Regions from separate parts of the Mus musculus genome. Here region 2 is linked to region 1. The links are chromatin contacts, called in public promoter capture Hi-C maps. All regions are on one chromosome and are shown on one strand. The core of a region is the stretch at or near the end of the contact, and the rest is flanking DNA. Distances in the headings are between cores, read along the strand shown. Region 1 holds the start of Usp15 (ubiquitin specific peptidase 15). Region 2 holds the start of Tafa2 (TAFA chemokine like family member 2).

Evidence for each region. Capture Hi-C pulls out chosen DNA fragments and counts their contacts.
Region 2: a contact with region 1 is called in a promoter capture Hi-C map of adipose tissue. The contact joins the promoter of Tafa2 here to the promoter of Usp15 in region 1. A contact is called at or near these places in 1 of 39 promoter capture datasets (3T3-L1-derived adipocytes), 2 of 484 Hi-C or Micro-C datasets (embryonic stem cells and trophoblast stem cells), 1 of 115 datasets of contacts at active chromatin or transcription factors (embryonic stem cells) and 2 of 9 other capture datasets (adipose tissue and pancreatic islet).

What each region holds. Positions count from the first base shown.
Region 1 is chr10:123,195,649-123,198,312 of GRCm38.p6, forward strand. Usp15 (ubiquitin specific peptidase 15) reads right to left here and starts at 1,371. Exons shown (of 22, transcript NM_027604.4): 1 at 1,179-1,371. The coding sequence starts at 1,267. It overlaps Gm4129 (a long non-coding RNA gene), which reads left to right. Exons shown (of 3, transcript XR_003949042.1): 1 at 1-1,362.
Region 2 is chr10:123,262,737-123,265,400 of GRCm38.p6, forward strand. Tafa2 (TAFA chemokine like family member 2) reads left to right here and starts at 1,340. Exons shown (of 5, transcript NM_001252387.1): 1 at 1,340-2,664.

The DNA of each region.
Region 1 (2,664 bases), core at 121-2,620:
TCTCTTTCCACCGCGCCACACTGGAGTGCCTAACAAGCACTTGAGAACTGTGAATAAATCAGGTCTTAAGTCTCTTTCCACTAGCCACACTGGAGTACCTAACAGGCACTTGAGACGCTATAAACCACTAGTACGGAGACAGAAGGAAGGAAAAGTAACTTAGGAAGAAAGAAAGAAAGAAAGAAAGAACGAAAGAACACACAGGCACACTGCCCTTCCCCTAAAACAGAACTTTCCCTTTATTTAAATAATTCTGTAAGTTAACTGCTTTGGCTGACGAGTGTTAAATTTTGTACATGCTTCCTCTAGTTATTTAGGTACAGTACCCTCTTATTTTGGCATTTTACAAGTTTGAATATGAGCAAGCCTTTAAGCTTCAAGTGGACTTATCTACTTTCTGCAGGCCTACGTTATCCTTCAAACCGGAGGGAAGGGCTGCACTTCCAAACAGAAGCGCTGCCGGCTCCTATCGAGCCAGGAGCAAAGCACAGGACCACGTGGTGCCTCTCTCTCTCTCTCTCTCTCTCTCTCTCTCTCTCTCTCTCTCTCTCTCTCTCTCAAGAAAAAAAAATTAAAAAAACAAGGTCCCTACACCGCTCCCTCCTTTTTGACAAGGAAGTGGAAATTAGGGGTTTCCTTTTCAGCGGAGCCCTGACACACACCACCTGTGTGGTCCCCGCCGCAAACATCCTGAAGCCCGGCTCCCGGAAGACTACAAGGATCGGAATAATGGGGAACTTGGGTGCGGACGACGCCGGGGAAGGAGTGACCAGAGAAGCGCGGCGGGCGAGCGAGGAGGAGCGGCGCGACCGGGATCTGTCAAAAAAAAAAAAAAAAAAAAAAAAAAAAAAAAAAAAACCAGCGGCAGGCAGGCTCACGCCGAGCCACTGCACCCGGGCTCCGCCAAGGCCCCAAGTGGGAGCGGCACTGCCGGAGGGAGGAGGACCCGGAGCCCCGCGAGCCCCGGCCGCCGCTTCCGCGCAGCCCCGGGCGCGCACCGCCCACCGCGAGCCCCGGCCCTCTGCGCCGGTCCAACCTTTGCCCCCAAAATCTGCTGCCTGAGCGGCCGCCGCCGGACCTGTCCGCACCTGTCACCAGCCGGCGACACCAGCCCACCGCTCCCGCCCAGCTCTCCGCCAGCCTCGGGCCCCCGCGGGCCCCGCGACCCCGTTCCCTACCAGGTGTCCCCTTTCCGGAGCGAGGTTTTGAGCAGCGTCGCGATGTCAGAACGCTGGGTGTCCAGGTCCGCCGCTCCGCCTTCCGCCATCTTCTTCCACTAGCCGTAGCGGAGGCGGCGGCGACGGCGGCGGCACGCCCCGGAGCATTGTGGGAATGGCGTCCCCGGCCCCGCCCCGCCGGCAGGTCTGTACCAAATGGGGCGCGAGGGCGGGGGTCTGGGGGCGTGGCTCGGCGGGGAGCGCGGCGGGTGCGCGCCTGCGCCCTGCTGCCCCCTCGGGTCCCCGCACGCCCCGCAGCACGGCGTGGTCGCCGCCGCCGCCCCAGACCTCTGAGTTTGCACGGTTCTCACCGGGTGCCGCGCTTTCTCTCCCTGCCTTTGCCCTGCCCTGCTCGGACTCTCCTTGCCATGCTGGCCCTTTTCTTGCCGCAGCCGCCTCCAAACCCATGTTTTTGCGGGTTCACTCCTACTGGAGGGCGGGGCCGGCTGGGACATGGCAGAAAGCGCGCAGTTCCGTGACTTGGGGCTTTTCCTTTCCAGCCGCAGAGCCCAAGCCCACTGAATATTGGCACAAAGAGGGCTCTGAAACCAAAGGTTTGGGCGCAGTGCCCTTCCTAGGTTCTTCCCAGCTCTCCCATGCTTGCTGTCTGTAGGGACTTCTACCTTTCATAAGCTCTTTGTGACGCCTCCTAGCGCGCGTGGACACACACACACACACACACACACACACACACACACACACACACGTTAGCTGCAGTGCAAAACATGTCCCAGTTTCTAGGTGAACAAGCAGTTAAAGATGTATTGAATAAGGCCAGGTACTGAAGGGGGTTAGAAACGTGGGAGAAACCTCATGGGCGTCAAATTAGCATTCCCCTAGATTAAATTTCATGGTTGTATATGCCTAAAGTTAGACTCGATAATACAAGCTGCATTTGAAGGCAACAATTACAAACGGGGAAATTGAGCCTCTTAAAAATCAAATGCCAAGGTCACACGGCAACTGGAAGTGCAAGGTTATCGCACAGATTTCAAATCCCCAGTACTCAGTACCTCCATGAAAGGCTGAATTAAGATACAAACTCCGTAAAAGCTGCAACTAAGTTCTCTTTATAATTTGGCGTGTGAGTGTGCGTGTGTGTGCGTGTGTGTGCGTGTGTGTGTGTGTGTGTGTGTGTGTGTGTGTGTGTGTGCACTGCGGTTTAATGGTCTAGTACCATTCTACACCATTTGAGGCAAACGTTTCAAAATTAACTAAGGCAAAACTGCTGTTTCTAAGAATGAAGACGGCTACCTCAGTAGAACAGTAGGTGACAAGTTAAAGGATGGGCAATGGTCTCTCCATTTTTTAAGCCTCCTAGTTTTGGTGGGAAACTCAGTAAGGAAGGGGGTGCCTGCATTAGTGAGGACTGCTGGCCCATCCAAGAGAAAGCAGTGTTTCCCTGGTTAGGGTTTGTCAGCTTGACAGAAACTAAAGTCACTTGGAA
Region 2 (2,664 bases), core at 90-2,589, 67 kb after region 1:
AAACCTTGTTCCCCCAGGAAATGAGTTACCATGTAATTGTGATAAAATAAAAGTCTTTAATCATACGAGACACTGGTCTTTTGAAAGAGGTCATTTGAAGATATGTTGTGCACAATGATTGCCATGCCCCGGAGTCTCACAAACCTACCAGATACAATCGATTAAAATTCAAAACCCTATATTATTTTGTTTTGGATTTTTATTTGAAATTGCTTCAGTTACTCCCAATTGAAAAAGTAAATTATTGCCTTTTTTAAAGAGTAGACTAAGTACAATGATCAAGTTAGAAAAGAATAAATAAAAAATTCAAAATGAATAGAAAACTGTTTAATCATGACCTTGATACATATTTTCTATTTAAAAGCACACAAATGCCTAAGGCACACCTCCCACTAAATGACAATGTTCACAAACTCTAAACAGCAAAGTTACAGGTGTGCCTAGCTTAGTTGTGTCTGACGTAACAAATCTTTTTAATAAAATTTGCAGGAATGCTTTGTTAAAATAGCCCTCCCAAATCAACTACATAAAACCCTTTAGATAGAAAATAAGGCTAAATTATGTTACCATAAAATCACCAGCTAAAACATATTCCTTAGTTCTTAGTAACTATGGTAATAAGTGGTAGTTTATAGATGGTGGAAAGAATTATGCTAATCTTTCAATGACTCAGGGCTGGGGAAACACAACTACTTAGACCTGGGGAGAATTTAGCTAGTTTGAAAAATTAACCTAGTGGAACGAGAGAGGAGTCAGTTACAGACAAGATCCCTGAGTAAGCGTTCCAGAGTCGACATTTTCTCTCATTGTGTCTAAGTCTTACTCATTTTTCGTACTATCCTAACCACTAGCTTAAATGTTTTCTCATTCATAAGCACGATCAAAATGAGCTGAGTCTAAGAAGTCCTTTCTTGGAAGATCTTATGTACACCGCTTAAACCAGGACCCAATTTGGCCAAACCTTAAGGACATGACCTTCTAGGATCTGTCTCTGAAATCTCTGTAAAGTTAGGATATTCCTTTAGCAATGAATATGCTATCATGGGATTGTGTTAAAACCCCCTTAACTTTGACTCTGTCAGAATTTGTTAGTTGTAGAAATTCAAAATCCTCTTAAATCGGATAGTGTAAGAAAATTCTTGTTTATTTTTTTGGAAGAAAAATTATGAGTCTCCGTGACAGCCGGCAAAGCGTTCTAATCCAGATTTACCGCTAGAGGGAGACATAGTCCAGCATTTGCAACGTTTGCTGTCTTATACTTTTTTTTTTTTTTTTTTCTTTCTGCAGGAAGGTGGTTTGCTCTCAGCATCTGCAGCCACTGCTGACAGAATTGGGAGGGAGACAGAGGGAGTCAAAGCCTCCCGGTCCAGCCGTCCCATTTTACTGCTTAACTCAGCCTGGAGTGTCAGAACCCATCTTTGCCTGCCTTCTCTGTGCTTTGTACAGTGGGGCCAGTCGCTCCCAACGGCCAGCCCGCTGAGTGGAACAGGGGTCTAGGGTGGACTAGCAGGGCTCTGCCCGTTGGGGTGACTTTCGAACATTATCTTTAGTGTATTTTAACAGTACAGAGCTTGTGGTGGGACTCAGAGAGGGAGAAGCTTTGATTGCTTTTTAAAATTATTTTATTTTATTTTATTTTTTGGCTTTTTTTTTTTTTTTCTTCTGGTGATCTGGATTTGTTTCCTCGGGCCCCTCCCCTTGTTCCGTTCTTTCTCACTCCCGCCTTTGGCGAAGTGACACAGGCGACACCTGCTCGCTTGTGTCTGCTGCTGGAACTCGCACCTCCAAGGTGGTGAAGGTGCCGGCGCGCTCGTGACTTGGGGGGACAGCAGAGGGGTTCCCTCCCTTGGAGCACACGATGCGGAGAGTGGCGGCGGGTGGGATGCGAGGAGCTCTACCGGCTGCACTTGGAGGCGCGATCGAGGGGCTGCAGCTGGCCGGGAGTTGCTGCTAAGTGGACGCGACTCGACGGCGCCCAGGTGTCCGAGAGGGCACCCGCGGGACCCGAGTGCGAGCTGCGGGAACGCAGGCGTCTCCCGGGGAGGACGCCGGCCGAGCGCACAGCCCGCGAGCCTGCTCAGAACCGCTCCACACCGGGAGCCTGCAGACCTGGGAGAGCCGGGGAACTCGAGGAGTGTGCTCGGCGGCGGAGGCTGCTCTGCTGAAGGTGAATCACCGCGTCCAATTGCCTTTCCCTAGAGAACCCGGGGGAGGGCGGGAGAGGGGGAACGTGTGAGCGCGCGCGTTTGTGTGCAAGGGAGAGCCGACGCGGGGCGAGAGGAAAAGTCCTCGCTCGCCGCTCAAAGCAAACAAACCGGAGATGGAATAAGAGCGGCGGTGGCTGGAGCCCGCCTGGATCCTCGCAGTCGCGGGAGCCGAGCGCACCACCGCGCGCAGCGCATCGCCGGGGACAGCGGGCGACCGCGGGCGCCGCCGGGGGCTGCGGAGACTTTGGCTCTCCCCCTCGGTCGACGACCCTTCCGATTACTTTGACACTGTGGGATAAAGAGCAGAGCCCGGGGACCGACCTCGCGCGCTGCACCTTCCTTTTGCTTCGGGGAAGGGGGACCCCAGCTTGTAGGTGAAGACGCTGCCGAGCCCCCCTTTAGCCTTCGGAGGAGGCAGCACTCACACTCGCTCGCCCTCTGCGAACACACACCGGCG